2 separate regions of the Oryzias latipes genome follow, and region 2 is linked to region 1. The links are chromatin contacts, called in public Hi-C maps. All regions are on one chromosome and are shown on one strand. Each heading gives the region's core, a stretch centred on a gene start, on an enhancer-like site or on the middle of the called end of the contact. The rest is flanking DNA. Distances are from core to core; before and after follow the strand shown.

Region 1 (4,668 bases), core at 934-3,433:
CATACAAAACAGCTGTGTTTGATTTGAAAGTTATTGCTGTTCTGTGCGTGAAGACGCCTTGCAAATTTCTTTTGGTCCTGCTCTTCAGAGGTCCTTCAGATTGACATCTGCCCATCACTGCAGACACCAAGGGCTTTGAAGGTTCATTTTTGGGATTCTTGCAGCATCGCAATGCTGTTTGAAATTACCGAGCAAAGATTTTTTTTCTAGCTGTTCCACATATGTATTATTTCTGATTTTGCACAAGGTGGAAACCACTTTGTTAAAGTGATCTAAAAGTGAGGGATGTTTTTGAAGTTAGCGTCATCGTCTGCTTACTGTTTAGTGTTCCATTAGAATTGATGTTGAATGTCCAGCAGAAAACTTTCAGCACTCCAGCAAAAGGGAAGATTTTTAATAGAGGTTGATCAATTTAAGCTTTAAATGCAAATGCAAGTAAATTTATCATGTTATTATATTACATTTAGCCTTTACTTTTTTTAAAACTTTTTTTTTGTATTGGGTTTTATTTTGTTGCTGTCATGTGTGTTAGTTTCTGCAGAAATGCATTGGAGGTTTTACTCGGATTCGTCCGCTTCTCACTGAATTTTTCTTCAAGCCCCAAAGAACTCAAGAGCTAAACAAACAGGTGAAATCACATGTGCCTTTCTAGATCTTTTAATTCAAATCCATATGTCATTATAGAGCACTTTAAACCCTTTTTAAGTGTATTCACCAGTCTATGAAGTTTGTGCCTCATTTAGGTCATTTCTTACTTTTGTTTAGGCATTTTCTGTGTTACAAAGTTAACTTCAATACCAGTTTTTCTTAGCAACTTTTTTGTTTTTCTATTTTTGTGCAAAAAAAGAAGAACAAAAACCCGCTAAATGTTGGTTTGTGCTTTCATAAGCTAGTGTGAAAAAGTGTCCTTTTTCCTTAAGAAGCAGCCTGTGAATTGTTTTTGCAGTGCTGGGATTGTTCCTTTACATCAGTGTTGTTCCATGACGTTGACTTGAGGAAAAAAAAACATATGCATACCCGTCTCAAATGTCACTGGAAAAGTAACTAATTGCTGGGGTTTACTGTTGTTCCAAAATGTATGTTAATATCATTTATTTGCTTATATCCATAAAATAAATGTTGTTGCTCTCCAAGTCTGCGTGATTACATTTTTAAATATAAATCTGCTCAGATTATAGTTCAGAGCCTACAGCTGTTTAGTACTCTTGGTTTTTCTTTTTTCTTTTGCCCTCTGCATAACACCAATGTTTTATATTGACAGATAAAAAAACACTTCCAGCAATCAATCAGCAGTGTTCAACCCCTTGGTATCTTAATTTATTTCCAGCTATGAACTGTATGTTTTTGCTTTCAAATCGATGTTAAACGAATGTAATTTTGGAGCTGAACTGGTTTGATGCATATTTGTATCAATAGGCATCAGGGGTTAAGTATACAGTATCTTAAAAGAAAAAAAGCAGAAAAATAGACAAAGTGTGGACTGCAAGTGAAGTTCTGTTAGATCAGGGAGAGAAATCCAGTATATAGCACTTTCCATGGGATAAAGATTTACCATTTATGCACTGAAGACTTGGAGAGACTTCTGGAAGGGTATTCTTTATGTTAACTCCAACGAGGCAAAGACATAAAAGTTCTTTTACTTTGACATTTCATAGAAGTGTTGGTCAGATGCCCTCCTGTAGGTCAATGTTCTGGCTGTTTTCCAACTGGAAGAAGCTGGAAAAGTTCTATCTTATTTGGCCTAGGAACAGTAGTGGTAAAACTATTTTTCTTACCCCTATGGGCAGTTTTTTTTTTAAATAAGCAAAAAAATAAATAAATAAATAACAATGGGAGGAGACTGACTTATTTCTAGGGGCTTGTTTTCGCAGTGTGCTTAGACTGTACCACATGTGATCCAAACCTAGGACAGGGTGCAGGGAATGGATGCACTGGGGGGAAAAAATTGCAATGAAACTGGTTAAAGAGCAAACCTGGGTGGAGCCACCAAGCACATCCACATGTTGCCAGACGATGCACATTAAGTTTTAGAGCGTCTACATGGTCCACTTTGGTTCTTCTGGGCTACACCATCTCTTCCAGTGCAATCCCAACTGTAGGTAAAACAATAAAATATGCCTTTTAGTATATTTAATCTGAACAGTGGTAAATTGGAAATTTTTTTTTGAAAAAACCCCACAAAACCTATATTTTCCAAAAATGTTGCATTAAATTTCTGCACTTGTCGTTCAAAACCTACTCAAACCTTTGATGGATTAACAGTTAAACGTCCATGCATCTCCCCTTTATACTGTCTTTCATGGTAATCCAGGTGAGAGTGTTACCCGTGTAGATAGGAATGTTGTTGGTTTACAAACTACAGGGTTGGGTCCCACACAAACTGGAGTAACTGTCTCACCCAGGATTCAGACTCCATTTCTGTCATATGTCTCCACATCGTCACAGGAGTCATGGTCCCAGGTGTCTCAGGCCGCACTTTGTGTGTTTTTTGTGTTGTTTTGCTTCGGACAGTATGGGGTAAGCCTTGTTTTTTTTCAATTGAATTGAATTAACCAGAAGACAATTTCTTTCAATGTTTTTGTTGACATGTAAGCAGTAGCAAAGTGAGTCAAAAGTTTAGCAGTAAAAATGTTATAGTGTTCTGGAATGGAACTGTTGTCAGGTCTGGTTCTGGTTCCTTTTGCTTTCACATGGGTTTTTTGCCTCATTTCTCACATTAATCTTTGTGTTGTAAAGGTGATTTGTGTATCAGCTACAGAGACATGGATGGCAACTTCCACGAAGCAAGGCAGTGCTCCAAGTACTGCTGTGGGGACTGTAGCTTCAAGAACTGCTGCAATGACAAGAAACTCCGCTTCACTCAGGAAAAACAGGAACAGTGTTTTGAAAGGTGTGTCCATCTTTTTCCACTAAGCAGAAGTTCAAAAAATGTCACAGTCCGTGAAATAAAAAAAGAAAAGACATGAAAATGTTCTGTTTTACATAACCATTGTGTTTCATAAAACAGATGTGTGTTTTTTTTGTTTTCCCTCATCTTTCCTTCCTATTGGCTGCCTGTTGCAGTTCTGTTAGCACTGCTGTGCTTGTGGGAATCATCGTTGGAACTTTAATTCCTGTCATCCTCGCTGTGACTCTGCTCATCTGCTGTTTGGCTCCCTGCTGTTTGTGCTACCGGAAATGTCGAAAAGGACACAGCCCACGCTGTAAGATGCACATTTGTTTGACTTTCATTCAAACAAAGAGGAGTTTTGTTTTTAACTCTTCTTGAATCTTTATATCACTTCTCTGCATTTGTCAGTGAAATCCTCACTTACACTGATTGTGACTTTCTTCAGCTTATGGAAGTGCCGTCAACGCGTCCCAGCCTGCACAACCACAATCTGCTAACCAGCCATCCAATGCAGGATATCAGCCTGTGTCAGCATTTGAGGGCCCGCCCATGCCCACAGCACCCCCACCCTCTTACATAGACTCCAGTAAGTGAAACTTATTGACATGAGAACGGCCTGTAGCTTTAACTTACTTTACTGATAAATATTGTTAAAACAGGCATTAAAGTTTGCGTAGATGAAATTAACCTCTCAAGACCTGTACTAAAGTTTGAGCAAACCCTCAACACACAATTAGGGCCCTAGTTAAGCAGAGTTAGTGGTAATATAACCCAAAATGTGGTATTAAGATGGTAATGCTTACTTATTTGACACCAATGAGGGGTCGCTCACATTTTTGATTATTTAAAACTATACTAAACTGTTTGATTAGTTATCTTCTGTGGGGTTTTTTTTAAATTGGACACAGATACACCTTATTTTGTGTTTCAATGACTTAATTTTAATATTGTTATCTATTCTTTTGGGTCGAATAACTACAAACTAAAATGATGGGGAAATCTTTTTCTTTTCTTTTCTATTGAGAGAAAAGTTAAGAGAAAACGAGGGGCAAAGTAAATACGTTGTTTGCCTTCTGTGACGAGGAAAAACATCTGTCAAAACAGGCATGCCACGTTGAAAAATAAGCACCAACATTGTTAACCTCCATATTCCCTTTTTATAAAAATATTTAAACTTTTGGACAGGATCGTCTTTTGCTGAAGAAAAGAAAACGTTATTTATAATAATGGAAAAGGTTGGATCCAGTTCAGAAACAGATGAGAAATAAAGACATTTACATAAAAACATCCAGAAAGGAAATGTAGTAAATGCTGTGTGACTTTTAAACCCATTATTAAGGATTCTCCACAAGCAGTTTTCCAGGAGTGGCCTGACAAAATTCCCCCAAGAGCATAGCAGTGACTCATCCAAGAGGGGGAAAAAAACAACACAGAAGTAATGACTCAATCTCATAACAAAGACTGGACAGAAATCTCTTCCAAGGCCGAGTTCTGAGAAGAATGAATAATTGCTTGGTTCAAGAAAAACTCGAGGATTACAGCTGCAGCTGAGGGAGGCACAACCATGTGATTTAGAGTGTAATTCCTTTTTATGTGGATTGTGGGAGGTTTGTATAGTTTTTTTTTCTTTAACACAAAAACTCACTACCGGTACTCAAAATCTAAGATCTTAATTCCTCATGTCATCATTTCTGATAATACTTTTGAAACGTCTTTCTTTACAACCGATGTCTGAAATAATTATGAGTACCAAATATGGAAATGAACACAAAGTGAAG
Region 2 (4,668 bases), core at 1,276-3,775, 190 kb after region 1:
TTTACAAAATTGCAAAAAGGAAAAACACAAAATATACCCCCATGTCCCTTAATCCTCATAATTGCTCCTTTTTAAAAAAAAATAAAATAAAATGTACATAAAAGATTTTTTCCAATATTTGTTGGGAACAAGTTTCTCAAAAACAGATAAATGGTAACGTATAACCCAATTTATGTGTGGTGATGGGAACAGTTCAGTCCAATACAAACATAACTGGTTAGCACAATATAGGAAGACTGATGAATTGTCTATTTTATTTGAACACATTTTTAACTTAACATGTTAAAAGGTCAAATGTCAGGAACTCTATCCAACTGTAAAGCCAAAAGCTGCATCGACAATAACACACCAGCACACCAGCACATCCTCTAAAGAAAAAGAAAGACTTTAAGTCTGATCTAAAATCAAAATCAAATCACTATGAAAACAGAAGAACACTGATCCATACTGCCTTAAAAGAATCTTGAACTCTTTTGTTTTGTAAAGCTTTGTTTTTTATTTAAACTGTATATATCACATTTTAAAGATAAAGAAGGAAAAAAAGGCGCACATAGTCACTTCTGTTTTTTCTCTTTTATTTCTGTTTTTTATCTGTTTTATTTGAATCAGACAATTTTGTGTAAAAAGTAAATAAATGAATAAATAAATAAATCACATTTTTTGCAATCGGGAGGCCACAAGCTCCCTGCTCTGCCCCATTCTGATGCATCTGCTTGTAGACGACTAGATCCATGTACATCTTCATTTTCCTCGTCTGAGCTGGCGTCTGGCTCAAAACTGTACAGCTGGATACCTCCAATATTGCTTACTATTTTTGTTGCACTGGTAATATTAGGCTGGGGGTTAATAAGCCAGCAGAAGAGCGTGTAAACTAAAGGAATATGGGAAATGAAAGAAGGCCCACCTCAAACCAACAGCCCCTTTTACAACTCAGAGGCAACTTTGACGAACTCCTGACGTTCTGCAGACACTAGAAAACAACACAGGTTTTTATTCATTTATTTTGGCTAAAAATGGCATGATCATATTTAAAAGACAGGTGGGAGTGCTTTTAAAATAGATCAAAAGATGATAGGAGGAGGCAACTCGACATGATTAAGGATATTATAAAAACTGTAAATGTTTAAATACTATAAGATAACTTTGGTTTTATTCATTTTCTTTTTTTAGACCATGTGATGCAGGAATATGGATCAAAAAATTCTGGGATAAAATGTCATGTTTTATGTTCCTAAACATCTCCAGGTGAGAGAAGGTGTAGTCATTTATTATTAAAACAGGAGCTAAGAAGAGTCAAACGGGAGGAAGGAAATGGTTGAGAGCAACCATTTGAAACAACAAAGTCTTATATTTGTGATAGCGTAGTTTCAAAAAATGTCTAAGATGTAATTTATTCAGACTCTCAGAGAGTTGACATTGTGGTGGTTTCATGAAGACTGAAGGACATCCTACAAAAATCCTAAACTGTAATGTAATAAACTGACATTGGGGTTGATTAAAAAATGTTAAAACTGGTTTGATTGTATCAACTTTGCCTAAAAAAAATTAGATATACATTTTAACCAAATTGAATGGTAATTGGTTAAACTATAGTTAGCTCTTTAATGTTAAAACTTCCTGAGGTTCATGATAACTTCATGGAAAAAGAAGTCAATGTGTTGAACTCTGATCACCCTAACAGATTTTATGCTAACAAATATCTGTAGGGGTCTATACAATATTTTTTGATGCGACTACAAATCAGTTTCAGTGCTTTGGTTGTTGTTATAAAATATATATATATTCTTTTAATTAACTGTCAGAGTTACATGTTTTTATTGAAAAGAAACAAATCAGAAACCCAAACCATGTGACCACTAATGTCAGGGTCCTCCAGACAGAGCAGCAATTCACTCCACTGTTCATTAGAAAATGTTTTAAAGGTAATATCGAATCTAGCCCAACAAAAATTCAGGAAGAAAACGTTTCCTAATTCAATATACCCAAGATAACCCATGATACCCATGACGTATCCATAATGTAAAACTTTAACGTACAATTGAACCTTTTTGCATGGTATTCTGCAAATATTTATAAAGGAGGACGCAGGATGGAGTGAGTGAGTGAGTGATGGGGAGGAGGGGAGTTCCAGTCTTGCTGGGCGCATTTCGGCACGTGTGGAAAGGAGTGGTCTGGGGCTGGGATAAGAAACCTGGAGGATAGAATAGGAGGGAATTTGGGCTCAGATTTCAACCTGACAGGGGGGCAAAAGGGGCTGGACTGATATTTAGGAATAAACGAAGATTCATTGAAGGCAACGGACACATAAAGCCAAAGCGTCTGGCCCAAAGCGGTCGGTGCTGAGTCTCTGCTGCAGGTCCGGGTCCTGCTGCTGGATTCTCCCCCATTGGTTTCTTGGGAAGTGTGAAGGACGAATGATCCGGCTTTTGTGAAAGGGGACAAAAAGCACTAAACCCCGAGAGACGCATTTGCTCCCCTCGCGCCCTTCTTTTCCCATAAGGACCGTGCATGTCTAATATTTAGACATGATTAGTTTTTTGGAATCCAGGACTGTACTGCTACTTGTAGCAACCCAACTTTGTTTATTAGCCGTTGTGAGATGTCAGCTGGATGACGACCGTAAGTGAGAGTTTCATTATCTGATCAAACAGTTGCATTTAATGTGAGGAGCGTTTCTCTCTCTTTACTCCAAAAATGTGCTGCATTACGCACAGAATCTCAACTTTGGTATGGATTTTAAGGTAGTTTGTTCATCCTCAAGGTACTTTACGCACAGAATCTAGACTTTGGTTTGGTTTTCAAGGTATTATTTTCACCCTTTAGACCCTGCTACGCACAGAATCTGGACTTTGGTTTAGATTTTAAGTTGTTTTTGTCTCCTTAAGTCACTTTTACGCACAAAGTTTGTTGATATTTGGATGCTTCCCTCTGCAAAACCTTTTCTAGGTGATGACATTTTCGGAGTTTATGTACCAATAGTTATTGCATAAAAAGATAAGTATAATTAAAATATAATGTAAAAAATATACAGCATAGCAAAATTGAAGGAAGAATATTTAAAAATGGTTTATAAAGTCTTGATTTTTCGGGCTGTTGTTTGATCGACTAAATTAAAATTTTATAGTTTTTAATTTCACCTGAGTTGAAATTGCAGACTAAAACGCAATCTGATCTAGATAATGTGTTTTGCAATACATGTCTTCCTTTCTTAGTAAAAGTTGAGCTGTCTGACACCTGTGGATGCTTTAGGGGTCTTGGCAGACTCCTCTTTAGACTGCAGATTCATTTTATATGGGAAAGGGGGGAGGGGATGCGCAAAAAGTGAAAGGTGGTAAGGCTCAAGGGTCTTTGGTGAAAACTGTTCACATTCCATTGCTGTCAGAGGGCATTCAGACAAATCCTGGCTTGCTGAGGCAAAAATGTGGACCACTAGCCCAAGTCTTCTCAAACTAAACTTTCAAACTTTATTTGAAACTTCTTTTAAATAGGATATTATTTGAACCTTTTTTCCAGCACATAGAGACTACATAACTTGTTATTTTTTGTGCACCTGCAGGACTGCCCATCATTATTTAGCATTTTAAGAGACACTTAAAATGCCAGAGGAGACCAGAAGTAATATTCCAAATGATTAAAGCATTTCCATCTGCTCCAGAGATTAGTACTGTGTGACAGTCAACCCACTGAGAAAGAGCTAGAGAGGAAGAGAGGAAGGAATGGGAATGGAAAAATATGGGACAAAGACTTTTATAACTATAATTAAAAAAAAAAAGTATTTGCTCTTAGCAAATCAAGCTTAGTTAGCTTTTAGAGCAAAGAAAATGTTATTTATTTTCTTAAGTGAAAAGGGAAAGAAATAGTTGTGTCAAAGTAATTTGGAGTGTCAAGTTACCCTTTCAGACACAAAGAGTTATTAGATAAAATTCAAACCATCCAGAAGCCTCTTTCGTTTTCTTTCTTTTTTTGTGGGGGGGGCAGTCTTTGTGAAGAAAAGAGGTATGACTGTGACCTCAGCACAGTCGCCTCACTGTCCTCTTTTAAGCCTCTGCTAAAAGTTTGTGCCTATAAGTTTTGAGGCCCTGGACTGATCATCCCTGGCGCTCATGAGACAGTAAAGGTATCAGAAGTTAGAAAAGAGTATCAGAAAAAAGCTAGGAAAAGGCAGTAAAGTAAGAATAGATAACTTTTATCTTCTCCTAAACACATCTGGGTTACTTTCATGAGTTTTTTAGAAATTCTAGTTTAGCAGTCCTGACAGCAGACAGCAGAGTTACAAATTATCTGCCTTTATGACAAGCCAGTATGATACTAGTCATTGACTTGATAGAAGATCCTATGTTTCATAATTTCCACTATCAGGTTAATCCTTGATACCTCAGCCAATGGAAAAATTGGTATAGCCCTTTGATAGTACATCCAGGCCTGTAAAACCTGACATCAAAACTGCCAGGTATGCGCATGAAAGAGTACTGCTTTTTTTTCTCTTGAACGTGTTTGAACTGGCATCCCACACAGCTGTGGCCTCCAGATGGGGTTTAAAATGCACCCCATGTTTATACAAGGTAACAGTTTGTGAATTGTCCGCTCAGTCCCACTTCCAGAAAGAGACCATTCATCGCTGCTGAGGTCCGTTGGGTTACCTAGACCTGAAGTAGGAGCAAAAGTAAA

What was found. Hi-C and Micro-C count contacts between places; a contact is called where the count stands out from the background.
Region 2: a Hi-C map of embryo shows a contact between it and region 1, with 2.1 times the contacts expected there. The contact joins the promoter of col2a1a here to the promoter of LOC101159092 in region 1. A contact is called at or near these places in 3 of 5 Hi-C or Micro-C datasets (embryo and fibroblasts).

The regions. Positions count from the first base shown.
Region 1 is chr5:10,057,714-10,062,381 of ASM223467v1, forward strand. LOC101159092 (protein shisa-5-like) reads left to right here and starts at 2,184. Exons shown (of 6, transcript XM_004068667.4): 1 at 2,184-2,517; 2 at 2,737-2,890; 3 at 3,064-3,203; 4 at 3,336-3,476. The coding sequence starts at 2,451. It overlaps LOC101158845 (protein shisa-5), which reads left to right. Exons shown (of 5, transcript XM_004068666.4): 5 at 1-1,133. It overlaps LOC110015111 (a long non-coding RNA gene), which reads right to left. Exons shown (of 3, transcript XR_002290196.1): 3 at 938-2,093.
Region 2 is chr5:10,250,489-10,255,156 of ASM223467v1, forward strand. It overlaps col2a1a (collagen type II A), which reads left to right and starts at 2,526. Exons shown (of 53, transcript NM_001246659.1): 1 at 2,526-2,619. The coding sequence starts at 2,526.